Regions from separate parts of the Mus musculus genome. Here region 2 is linked to region 1. A link is a contact called in public HiChIP or PLAC-seq data. All regions are on one chromosome and are shown on one strand. Each heading gives the region's core, a stretch centred on a gene start, on an enhancer-like site or on the middle of the called end of the contact. The rest is flanking DNA. Distances are from core to core; before and after follow the strand shown.

The links. HiChIP or PLAC-seq counts read pairs in DNA pulled down with a chosen protein or histone mark.
Region 2: an H3K27ac HiChIP or PLAC-seq map of embryonic stem cells shows a contact between it and region 1, with 2.2 times the contacts expected there. The contact joins two enhancer-like sites. A contact is called at or near these places in 3 of 39 promoter capture datasets (the C10 cell line, cranial neural crest and liver), 1 of 484 Hi-C or Micro-C datasets (embryonic stem cells), 1 of 115 datasets of contacts at active chromatin or transcription factors (embryonic stem cells) and 3 of 9 other capture datasets (adipose tissue, liver and pancreatic islet).

The regions. Positions count from the first base shown.
Region 1 is chr7:97,533,157-97,539,449 of GRCm38.p6, forward strand. Ints4 (integrator complex subunit 4) reads left to right here. Exons shown (of 23, transcript NM_027256.2): 20 at 1,215-1,374; 21 at 1,985-2,128; 22 at 4,744-4,864. Among named protein-coding and RNA genes, the nearest start is that of Aamdc, 43 kb to the right of the region's middle. Within about 2 kb of position 2,600, at least 17 of the 459 cell types and tissues checked have an H3K27ac peak or open chromatin away from gene starts, as enhancers often do. A contact at or near this core is called in embryonic stem cells, where this site is marked.
Region 2 is chr7:97,716,636-97,722,752 of GRCm38.p6, forward strand. Clns1a (chloride channel, nucleotide-sensitive, 1A) reads left to right here. Exons shown (of 7, transcript NM_023671.2): 7 at 1,584-4,158. Among named protein-coding and RNA genes, the nearest start is that of Aqp11, 19 kb to the right of the region's middle. Within about 2 kb of position 2,621, at least 16 of the 459 cell types and tissues checked have an H3K27ac peak or open chromatin away from gene starts, as enhancers often do. A contact at or near this core is called in embryonic stem cells, where this site is marked.

The DNA.
Region 1 (6,293 bases), core at 1,350-3,849:
GCAGGAAGCATGGCAGCATGCAGGCAGACATGATGCTGGAAAAGGAGCTGAGAGTTCTGCATCTTGATCCTCAGGCAGCAGAAGGGACTGTGAGCCACACTGGGCATAGCTTGAGCACAGGAGACCTTGAAGCCCACCCCACAGTGACACACTCCCTATGTGCCAAGCATTCACACACATGAGTCTGCAAGGGATGTTCCTATTCAAACCACCATAGCCATCTCTTCTACCCCCAAAGCGGAGGGTTTTATGGCTTCTCATTCTTTACCGTTCCTAGGACTGATTGTATCCTGAGTCTTCACCCCTCCGTGTCTCTTTTCACCTCAAAGACAGTCAGGCATGGAGGGATGGCTCAGCAGTTAGGGAGCACTTACTGCTCTTGTAGAGGGCCTGGGTTTGGTTGCCAGCACCCACATCACAGCTGCCTGGAACTAGTTCCAGGGGATTTGATGCCCTCTTTTGGCCCCCACCCTATGTGAAACACTCAGGCATATGCCTGACAATCATTGTCACTCATTAAAGAGTCTCTTTCTTCTGTTTGTTTTTTCTAGGCCGGCCTAGAACTTACAGTAATACTCCTACTTTCACCTCCTATTCCTAAGAATCTCCTAGTTCTGAGATTACAGGCACAAGGCACCACACCCAGTGAAACAGGCTCTTAAAACAAAAAAACTAGCTTCTTCTGTGTGTGTATGTGTGTGTGTGTGTGTGTCTGTGTGTGTGTGTGTGTGTCTGTGTGTGTGTGTGTATCTGTGTGTGTATGTGTGTACACATGCGTGTGCACGTGAGCACGCATGCACATGTTTGTGTGTGCCAGATGCTGATCTAGTAGTGTTTTCATCTTTCCACCTTACTTACTGAAACAGGTGCTCACTATCCTGGAGTTGGCCAGTGAGCCCAAGACCTTCTTACCTCTGCCTCCCGAGTGCTGGGATGCAGGCTCCTGCTGCTGCTCCTGGCTCTTGTCAGAGTCTGGGGGTTGGATTCAGGTCTTCATGCCTCCAGGCATGGGACTTATTAATGAAGCTATCTGTCTAACCCAGCAGTCTGGTTCTCCTGCTGATCATGTGGCTATGGCATCCTGTCCCTGTCGATTTCAGGCATGACCTTCAAAGTCTCCCCCTGTCAGGACTCTTCCTGCTTCAGGGCTTGGCAGAGTATGGGCTTAGCCTGTGCTGAGTGTGTGGACGGTCAGTTGCTTTGTGTTCATGCAGGTGTTTCATTGCGGATTTGCCCCACCTTCAAGATAGCTTTGTGGACAAACTCCTTGATCTTATGCCCCGACTCATGGCATCTAAACCTGTTGAAGTGATCAAAATTCTGCAGACAATGCTGCGGCAGAGCACCTTCTTACATCTTCCGCTTCCAGAGCAGGTCAGAGTCCGTGTGCCCCTCTGCAAAATCTGTCCAGATTCTTTTTTTTTTTTTAAAAGATTTCTTTATTTTATGTTTGTGAGTACACTGTAGCTGTACAGATGGTTGTGAGCCTTCATGTGGTTGTTGGGAATTGAAATTTAGGACCTCTGCCTCGCTCCAGTCAGCCTTGCTCAATCAGTACCTGCTCACTCCGGCCCAAAGATTGATTATTATTATAAATAAGTACACTGTAGCCATCTTCAGGCATACCGGAAAAGGGTGTCATCTCATTATGGGTGGTTGTGAGCCACCATGTGGTGACTGGGATTTGAACTCAGAACCTTCAGAAGAGCAGTCAGTACTCTTACCCGCTGAACCATCTCTCCAGCCCCTATCCAGATTCTTAAAACCATTTACGTTAGTGAGCTTCTTTGATCAGGGTAGCAAGTGAGCTAGGTCTTCCTCCGATTGTTTTTAATTACATGTATTAATGGGTGGGGCACAGCACATGCGTGGCTCCCTGACCCCTAAGGGTCAAACTCTGGTTATCAGCCTGGGTAGCGGGGGGCCTCTGCTGCTGAGCTCGCTCACCAGCCTAAGAATGAGCATATTTTCTTGTTGCTTTCAGATACACAAAGCCTCAGCCACCATTATTGAGCCGGCAGGAGAGTCAGACAATCCTTTGCGGTTTACATCTGGGTTGGTGGTAGCCTTGGATGTGGATGCAACCCTGGAACATGTGCAAGACCCCCAGAACACTGTCAAGGTTCAGGTGTGTGAGGTTTGGGCTCCTGTAAGGTGTTCACACTGACATTGTTACTAAGTGACAGGTCCCTCTCTGTTTGTATAATGTAGACTTTAGATCTAATCCTTTTTACACACACACAAATTGAATTCATCAAAATGTAATGAACAAGTTCTATTTGTTAATCAGGTGGCAAACAAAATTCATAGATGGGCAGAAATGATTATTAGGATGCATTTTTCCAAGATTAGATAGATGATAAGCTATCCTCACATGAGAGATGCGATGAAGACTGCAAGTGAGCCCTGCGATTCCAGCCACCCCTCTCTCTTTCCTACCATCCATTCATGCATTGTGTGCTTTCTTTAGTGTACACACTAAGTGCTGGAGCTGTGGGGAGGCTATGAAGGTCAGTGCTTCAGCACACAGTTAGGCACACTGTAGGTCAAAGACAGGAAGGCTCTGTGGAGGTCCCAGCAGGTGGTACAGCCTGAAACAATGTACAAGAGCAAAAGGGAATTGCGGAAGGAGGTACTTTGAGAACTTTGAGGAGGTAGGAATGAGGAAAGGATTGTGAGTGCTGGCAGGACAAGTAATCAGATGTGAGATGACGCCTGCAGCAGGCCCAGCAGGCTTCCGGGAGGAGAGGGTAAGAGCAAGTTATTCATCAGATGTCATTGTCCTGGAAGCTTCTAGCCTCCCTGCAATCTCGGCTAGACCTAGAGTGTTTTCACCCTCTGAGACTTAGTGCTGAATAAACTCACCTTTCCTTGTTCTTTCTGAACTCTGGCTGGCTAGTTCAGCTCAGCTGTAATGGCTCAAAACTCTCCACACTAACTGACTCATTTCTCTCTTGGCCTCTGACTGAACTGCTCTGCTTGGCCTCAGACTCTAGCAGTCTGTTGTAATCTTCTGGCTCCTCCTCTTTCTCTGGCTTGTCTGTCTTCCCCTGTGTCTAGCTTGTTCTCTCTCTGCAGCTGTCTCTGTAAAGGTCTCCTGGTAAGTCTGCCTCTTTGCTCTCCCTCTGCACTGCTCGCTCCTGTGTTGCCTGTTTTCTCTCTGTTCTCCTGAGAGTTGGGCACATCCTATTCTGTCACACCATTCTCTGATTTGTCACTTTGTCTGCCTCTCAATCAGACATCACTTCAAACGCGGTGCTTCCTCTACAAACTAACTTGACCTTCATTTCTTGGGATTCAGTGTGTGTACTAAGGGCACGTCTGTATTCCAGCCAGAGGGCTTAAAGGTGTGTGCTAAGACTGAGCCACACCACAATTAGAAATAAGTAATTTCAGTAAATAACACAATCTCAGGTTCACAGTGTGATCAAATATCCTGCAATGGGTGTGGGTACGTCACAGATCATACCCACAGAACTTCTGAGCGAGTAGAAAGCTGTAACTGCAGTGCTTCTTTGTGTTTTAAGGTTAGCCACCCTAGCTGTACTTGTAGTTGCTTAGAAACTGATGACCAGTCCTCATCCGGCCTATACCAGTTAAGTCAGAATCCTGAGACTGAGCTCAGAGGTCTTAGTCTGATGGACACTTGTTTTGTTGTGTAAACAATCGCAGGTGGATTTACAGGTCATCTGCTAAACTATCCCGAAAAGAATTTACTCTAAAACATCTCTACTGCCTTCCAGGCAAACACTTGCCTGCATGGGGTGTAATGGGGATGCTTTCTGCCCTGTCATGAGACATCTGTAGCACTTTCAAAGTCCAGCTTCCTTACTCGGAACATCAGACAGAGGTGAAAACCTGCAACTGTCAGCGTGCCTTAGAGACTTCATGGAGGCTTTATTCTCCCTTAAAATTATGGATTTTCTTTGGTTTTTTTTTTTGTGTGTGTGTGTTTTTGCATTTTTTTAAAGTTTGTTTTAGCTTTTAATGGGTTCAGACAGAGGCTTTCTCTATTGCCCTGACTTCCCTGGAACTTTCTATGTAGCTCAGCCTGGCTTGGCCTGACCTGGCCTGGCCTCAAACTCACAGAAATCTGCCTGCTTCTGCCTCCCAGGTGGAGGGATTAAAGACATTTGCCACCAGGCCCAACCGGGTTGTCTATTTTTAATGCAGCTTCACTGAGAAAGCTTCGGGGCTCTGGGGCTTTGTCCCTCTCCTCCTCTCCACTCCTCACCTCACCTCTTAATACAGGATCTCACAGACCAAGCTGGCCTCCACCTTGCTATTTGAACGTCCAATCTTCCCAATTCCATCCCAAGTGCTAGGACTGCAAGCAGGGTGCTTGCACGTCTTTCCACAGTTAGCCCCATTCTCTACTGTCTGTTAATAGATACACCATTCCTATCATTCACTTACCAGGGAGCTAAGAAATAGTAGCTAGACACTGCTTCTGCTAGTGTGGCCCTACCCCCCCCCCCTTTATTTTCAGTTTTTTGAGACGGGGTTTTTCTGTGTAGCCCTGGCTGACCTGAACCTCTCTCTCTAAGCAAGGCTGGCCTTGAACTCAGAGCTCGCCTGCCTCTGCCTCTCAAATGCTGTGATTAAAGGTGTTTCTCCTTTAAGAAGCAGTTTTTATATAATGGCTACAGTCATCTTCCTGCTAATGATTTTGGGGACACAGTAGATGTTATCAGTTTTCTTAGCCCATCTATTTTCTGTTGCCCCATTTCTGTCATATTGTAGGTCTTATATCCAGATGGCCAGGCTCAGATGATCCACCCCAAGCCAGCAGATTTCCGGAATCCTGGCCCAGGACGGCACCGTCTCCTCACTCAGGTGTACCTCTCCCATACTGCCTGGACAGGTAAGAATGTGGGCTGGGTAGGCAGGAAATAAGTCCCCGATGATCTTTCCCATTGTGATTCGCTTGTTTGTTTGTTTGTTTGCGATAAGATGTCACTATTCCAGCCTTAGCTGGCCCAGAACTCTGTATATAGACCAGGCTGGCCTCCAATTCTGCCTGCCTCTGCACCTGCCTCCCCAGTGCTGGGATTAAAGGCATGTGCCACCATACCCTGAGTGAACTTGCTCTCATAAGTAAGGAAGCTCAAACATCTGTATATTTGGACTAATTTGCTGTTTGCACAAGGAAGACACTCAGAAGACTCTAACAGTGTGGAGACTCATGGGAGACTCATTCACTTCACACCAGGAAACTTGCTTTCTTGTGCTCACTGGGCCTGTGATATACATCATTCTCTCTCGAGTCTTCCTCTTCACTTCCAAAATGAAGATAATAATTCTCAACCCATAAATTACTGAGGATTATTCTGGAAATTAAAGTTTCGTGTTTCTTAACAGACATTATAAATCATTATCTCTTTGTATATGGACAGTCCAGCTTATTTCACTGAAACAAATCAAATAACAAGTAGCTGTCCTTCTGATCCCTATGAACTGTTTGGAGCTAATACAGGTGTTTAGTTTTACAGACTTAGAACTGAACCTGGATAGCTAATGTCTGTATGTGCACAGACAGACAGACAGACAGACAGACACACAATCTATAATCTGTAAGAATACAGTGGGAGAATACAGATGTGTAAAACTTTTACATTTCAGGCCTGTGAAGCTGCTTGGAGAACTTCAATCTGCAGGTCTTAATGGGCCTCAGTCGGTTACGGTGGTGTTTCTCAGTCACTGGGGAGAACTTGGGAATATGACTTTTACTAGGAAAGGGAATAATGCCACCAATTTGGTTTAATTAGTAGAGGAATACCATCTAGAATTTTATATTTTATTTTATGTTTTAATCTTTTTTTTTCCTTTAAAACAAGGCTTCTCTGGCTGTCCTAGATCACTTTATAGATCATGCTGGCCTTGAAATCACAGAGATCCGCTTGCCTCTGTCTCCTGAGTGGTGGGATTTAAGGTGTGGGCCATTACACCCAGGTTAAGAGTGTTTTGTTTGTTTATTTTAATTCTGAAAAAACAAAAAGGTAAAAAGCAGTTGAACACACTGCTATTAACCTCTGGCCTCTGACTCACACTTGTGGATATACATGTCCCAGTGCAAAGCATACATGCCGAACTATTTAGTGCCGTTAGAGGTTTCCTTCTGTCAGACCTGTTAGATGCATAGTGATGAAGTTATTATAAAGAGGTAGTTAGGGTAGCCCCTTCGTATTTCTGTGATCTAGGACCTGGCATTTCAGGGTACCCAGGCTCTGCTTCCCTGAGTGTTCTTTATTCTGTCTCTCTGTCTCTCTTCTTGCACTATTTGTGTGTTTGCC
Region 2 (6,117 bases), core at 1,371-3,870, 180 kb after region 1:
TTAAAAAAATGTTGCCTATCTCTGGTGACTGGAAATTACATGGGCTTTGTCCTACAAACATCTCTAAGTTCAGTTCCCAAAGACATGATGCCCTCTTCTTGCCTCCACAGGCACATAGAACACATACACACAGGCAAAACATCACACACATAAAAGAAATACAGATTTATGGTTTGTTGTTGTTGTTGTTGTTTTGGTTTTGGTTTTGGTTTCTTTTTTTTTTTTTTTTTTCTTTTTTTTTCTTTTTTTGAGACAGGGTTTCTCTGTGTAGCCCTGGCTGTCCTGGAACTCACTTTGTAGACCAGGCTGGCCTCAAACTCAGAAATCTGCCTGCCTCTGTCTCCTGAGTGCTGGGATTAAAGGCGTGCGCCACCACTGCCTGGCAGATTTAGTTTTTTAGTCTGTGTTTCCAAATTACTGCAGTTGTAAAACTAACTATGAATTATAAGTCTCTGTTTTCTTCTAATGCAGCTATCAAAAAAATAACCTTAGAGAAATTCTGTGATTCTGTGATTTATATCTCTTCCTTGCACAGTTGCTACTTGTGTGTAGTCTGTAGTCAGCAGAGTCTCTCTGCTGCTAACATCACTGGCTAGCTTTCCTGGTGCCCAGTTAGTGTTCAGCTCTCACAGGCCCAGATGTTGAAGTTGATCTTTCTATGTCATGGAGAACCAGAACTGTCACCTCTGTTACTTATCGTCATGTTAGTGGTAGCTGCTTTTGGAGGGAAGGGGGCAGTAGCTGTCATTTGTGTGTTATTGGCCTAGATGGCAATTTTTTCCCTTGCTCTGGCTTTTCCATATTTCTCTGACAATTCTCTCATAATAATAATAATTCTCTCACTGTTGAGAGAGAGACATTCTGTTTGCAGCTGGCATGAGAGACTCACTTGGCACATCACTAATGTTTACACAGTGGGATGCAACTGCAATCTCTTGCAAAGATTCTTGGACTCTTTGTAATGGTAAAATAACCATAAAGTTGCTACAGATTTGAGCTCTTGATTTGTTTTGTGCTCATTTTATTCTCTCTGCTCAGTGGGAAAAAATAAAATAAAAATAGATGTTCTACTCATAAATTTTATTCATGTTTGTCTGGAAGTTGACATGATTTCTAAACAGTGTAATTTTTGATCATTGTATGTGATTGTATGTGCTGCCGGGCGTGGTGGCGCACACCTTTAATCCTAGCACTTGGGAGGCAGAGGCAGGTGGATTTCGGAGTTCTAGGCCAGTGTGGTCTACAGAGTAAGTTCCAGGACAGCCAGGGCTACACAGAGAAACCATGTCTCGGAAAAAAAAAAAGATTGTATGTGCTTTTAAAGCCTGAAGAAGGGCTAGAGTGTTCATGTTCAAACCTGGGTGCATGAGGTAGGTACAGAAGAGTACACGTGGGTCATAGGGTCACGGCTCACCATGCATGTGCACACGTGCTGCCAGTTTCTCAGTTTCCTCGTCTGTAAGATGGAAACATAGTTGCTTGTCAGGGATATTACAAGGCCTGAGGTACAAGTCTGGAGCCCTCCAAGGCTTTACTAAATAGTGGCAATTACTAATAATAACTGTGAGCCCTTTGTCTTCCAGATTCTGCTCATAACTGTAGGCAAGAACGTGGTGCCTCTTCACTCCAGAATGGGGCTGGTGAAAGGCATTTTTCTTCTCCAAAACTCATTTCTCAAGTCAAACTATAATGAGACAGCAAGCTGTCACCAGCAGAAGAGACTATGTATGACCTCTATTAACAAAGGTGAATTAACTGAACGGGTATTTGTAGTTTCTCATTTCCCCCAAGCTTCCTGTGTATGTTCTGAGAAGGCCTCTGAGTCCTGCCTTTGCTGTGTGCGTCTGTCAGCTGCAAGATTCGCCTATGTGGTGAAATGCACAGAGCTCACACTGGGCGGAAGGGACGTGCGGAAGCTTAGATGTCTCTGGGATTCAGGAGAACTCTTATCCCTGAGATTAAAAAGCAGAGGCCTCAGAGGGAGCAGCCGCTAGCATTTTCCACAGAGGCATGGGTCCTCTACTTGGGGCTCAGCCACATCTCGCAATACTTGTGTGCTAGCTTCTGTTATTCTTCATGTACCATCAGCTCTGTTATGTTCTCCTAGGTTAGGTCCTTGACTGTCCACCCTCTTAACGTTCGCTTTCTGTCACAGAATAAATAATCTGAAATGAAGTCTGCAAAGTACTCTCAATGATATTTTGTCTTTGTAATAGTTAACAAATAAATCTGGGTTTTTTTCTATATCGCTGTGATTTTGCTCTTGAGTAAAACCATTAATGAGAAAAGACTAAGATATTTAAATTGTACATGTATGTGTGTTTTGCCTGCGTACATCATGTGCGTGCCTGGTGCCCATGGAGGTCTGAAGAAGGTGTTGGAACCACAGGAACTGGAGTTCCAGTTGTTTATGAACGGCCGTGAGGATGCTGGAAACTGACGCTAGGTCCTCTGCAAGAGCAGCAAGTATTCTTAACTGCTGAGCCCTCTCTCCAGCCCAGCACTTGCTGCTCTTTTAGAGGAGCTGGATTCAGTTCCTCTGCTTCTGTGTTGGGCAGCTCACAGCTGCTATATGCTGCTGGCTTCCAGGGATCTCAATAGCCTCTTCTGGTTTCCTCAGCTACACATGCAAATGCAGACAGACGCCCATACACATAACAATAGTAACGTTTTAAAGTCCTGCGGGGGCGAGGGGTGTGAATTAGTTGGTGGAGCTGGTCTAGCTGCATGAAGCCCTGGGTTTAGTCCCTACCACTTTATAAGCTTGGCCTGGTTGCATATGCCTATAAATTCCAGTACTCAGGAGGTGGAGGCAGGAGGATCAGAAATTCGAGGTCATCCTCAGCTAAGTAGCACATGAGCACAGAAACAAAATACTAGTACTGAGGGGAGCTTTGGTGGAGGAGACCGTCTCTGTGTGGAGCCCATGCTGGCCTGGAGTTTACAGAAATCTGCCTGGCTCTGCTCTCCTACTGCTGGACTTGAAGGCATGTGCCACCATGCTCATTTTTACTTTTAATTATATATATGCGTGTGGGTCTGTGCACATGAGTGCAGGTGCCTACGGGATCACAGAGGGTCCAGATCCCCTGGGCCTGGGCTATTTGATGTTTTGGGGAACTGAACTTGGGTCCTCTTAATACTCTTAGCGGTTTAACACTGAGCCCCATCTGCCTTATTTCTTGCTATGAGGTTAACTCACTGAACCTGGACTGGCTGACCAGCAAGCTCCAGGCATCTTCTGTCTTCCAGGCCCTCCGTTGACACTACTCCTCTCAACATTGAAAGTATAGACACTGCCCCACTATTGCTTGAGTGGTAGGAGCCAAACTCAGGTCCTTACATTTGCAAGGAAGGCAATCTATAAACTAAACCAGTGCCCCAGCTCAATTTTAGTTCCATTTGTTGGGATGTGTATGCTTCTAGCAAGTCTTTCTTTTTTTTTTTTTAAAGATTTATTTAAAGATTTTATGTGAGTCCACTGTAGCTGTACAGATGGTTGTGAGCCTTCATGTGGTTGTTGGGGATTGAATTTTTAGGACCTCTGCTTGCTCCAGTCTACTCCACTCGCTCAGTCCCTGCTTGCTCCAGCCAAGTACTTACTATGCATAGGTACACTGTAGCTGACTTCTAACGCACCAGAAGAGGGCGTCAGATCTCATTCCGGGAGGTTGTGAGCCACCATGTGATTGAACTCAGGACCTATGGAAGATCAGCCAGTGCTCTTACACGCTGAGCCATCTCACTAGCCCCTAGCAAGTCTTTCATAAGGGGAGTCTTAAAACATAAAGACCTTGCTGATGCTGCCTGGATTGGGAGTAGTTTTTAAGTTCATCAGCCCTCACTATAGAGTTTCCATAGGCACCTGGGTATTCATAAGGCTGAATTTCGTAGTTCTAGACTTAGGCCCTTTTTTGTTATTGTTTTTGAGACATTATGTATCTCTGACTGGTCTAGAACTCACAGAGATCTACCTGCCTTGGTCTCCCAAGTCTTGGGATTAAAGGTGTGTACCTGGACTTTCTGTGGCCTTTGAAAGAAGGTTCTATGCACAATTTGGAGCTGTCAGCCTGATTAGCTGCTAGGTCCTGCTGACAGCCTCAGGCCCGTGGTTGTTGTAGCAGTTTTTCATTGAGTTTCTCATCTTGCAGAATAAGTACCAAAAGAAAAAAAATAAATAAAAGTTCTCCCTTTTGTGTCTTTTTAAACAGGGTTTTCAGAAGTTCTGAGTTTGTTAGTAAGCCAGGTGCGAAGAAACTAAACTTTTCTGAGGCCTCTTGAGTGGCAGCCACTGCCCTGGGTTCGTCCGTATGTGGTGTGTGACGGGAACTGTTCCGAGGAGGCAGTGCTACTGTCATCACACACTTATAGAGGAGGCACCACTCAGGTTACATGGGTATTCAACTGTGCTTTCTAAGCCTGTTTTCCAAAACAATACAGTCTCAGTACCTACAGCCGCTGGTACTAAGTACACACTCCCTTCTGCATGTTTCTCTGCTATCAGTCTAAATGGCACCCACAGTTATATTCTAGGGATATGGGGGCCAACACCTCATGGGTTGACAGTAGAAATTTCCTTGCGTATCTTCCTGAAGGAACAGTTTTCAGGATCCTTGTGGACTCTTCCTTCTGCGGGGTTTGCTGTGGTTGCTCTGCTGCTAGGGGTGATTGAGTCAACAAGGCAAGGGACCAGGCATCAAGCTATCATTCTGTAATGCTAGGCAGTTACAGCCGTAGCTGTGAGGGGAAAAGGGAAAGCCGGGTAAAGTCATTAAAAATGAAACTCAGCCTGCCTTAGGAGGCAGTGGCAGGGGATCTCTGTGAGTTCAAGGCTAGTCAGTTCTACATAGTTCCAGGCTAGCCAGGGATTTAGACCCTGTTTCAAAAAAAAAAAAAAAAAAAAAAAAAAAAAAAAATGGCTCGGCGTGGTAGTGCATGCCTTTAATCCCAGCTCTCGGGAGGCAGAGACAGCAGATTTCTGAGTTCAAGGCCAGCCTGGTCTACAAAGTGAGTTCCAGGACAGCCAGGGCTATACAGAGAAACCCTGTCTCAAAACAAACTAAACAAAACAAACAAAAAATTGTAATTATCAACAAGCCAACATTTACTGATTGGATTTTAGCTTTTTTTTTTTTTTTTTTTTTTACTTTTGAGCTTAATTTTTTAGTATTACTGGAATTGTGCTGCTTGTATGATCTTATGGTCCTTTCTTCCCTTCCAAGTTTGACTTGTTGAAATATCCCAAAAAAGTAGGGTTAGTAGTTTTGTTTTTAATTCTATCATTAAAAAACAGAAACATACTGAGGTTAGAAAAAAATGCCTTAGCATTTAAGAGTACTGGCTGCTCTCCCAGGGGATCTGACAACCCTCTTTTGCCTCTGAAGGAACTGCGTACACTTGATGCACAAACACATATAGGCAAAACCTATACACATAATCTGGTATTATTTAAAATTTAAGATGAGAAGTCATACTGGGCGAAATACCAGCACTTAGAAGGAAAGTATATACAGGGTAATTGATACTGCTTGGAATTTTCAGGATTGTTTTAGAGATTATTAATCATTAGTATGTATGAATTGCTTATTACAACAATGCCTAGAAAGTAGCACAATAGCTGTTATCGGCAAGGTTAGTGCTGACTTCATTTACCTATATATTTTGAAGCAGAATCTTATGAGGCCCAGACTGGGCTTGAATTTGCCATGTAGTTGAAGATGACTGTGAACTTCACACCCTCCTGCCTCTACCTCTGAGCCTGGGATTACCGACATGTGCCTTCACCCCCAATCTTAGGTGGTTACAGGGAACAAACTCAGGGCCCTTTGTGTTGTGGGTAGGCACTGCCAGCCTGGCTGCATCCTGGCCTAGTACTGACTTCCTCAGACAGGCTGTAACTAACCCACCCCTGAGATTAGAATATGCCTGAGAAACTTGAAATCAAGACTCCTCTAAACAGTTAAACGTCTCGGAGTAGGAGCTTTTCTTGTAGGGCCCGCAGCCTGCAGTGCAGGCTGTTGCTTGCGCTCTATAAACAGATCTAATGTGCTGGAGTGACTGCTTTCCAGTAGACCAGATGGGTAGGAGAGGGAAGCAAATATCAGTCCTAGCAACAGG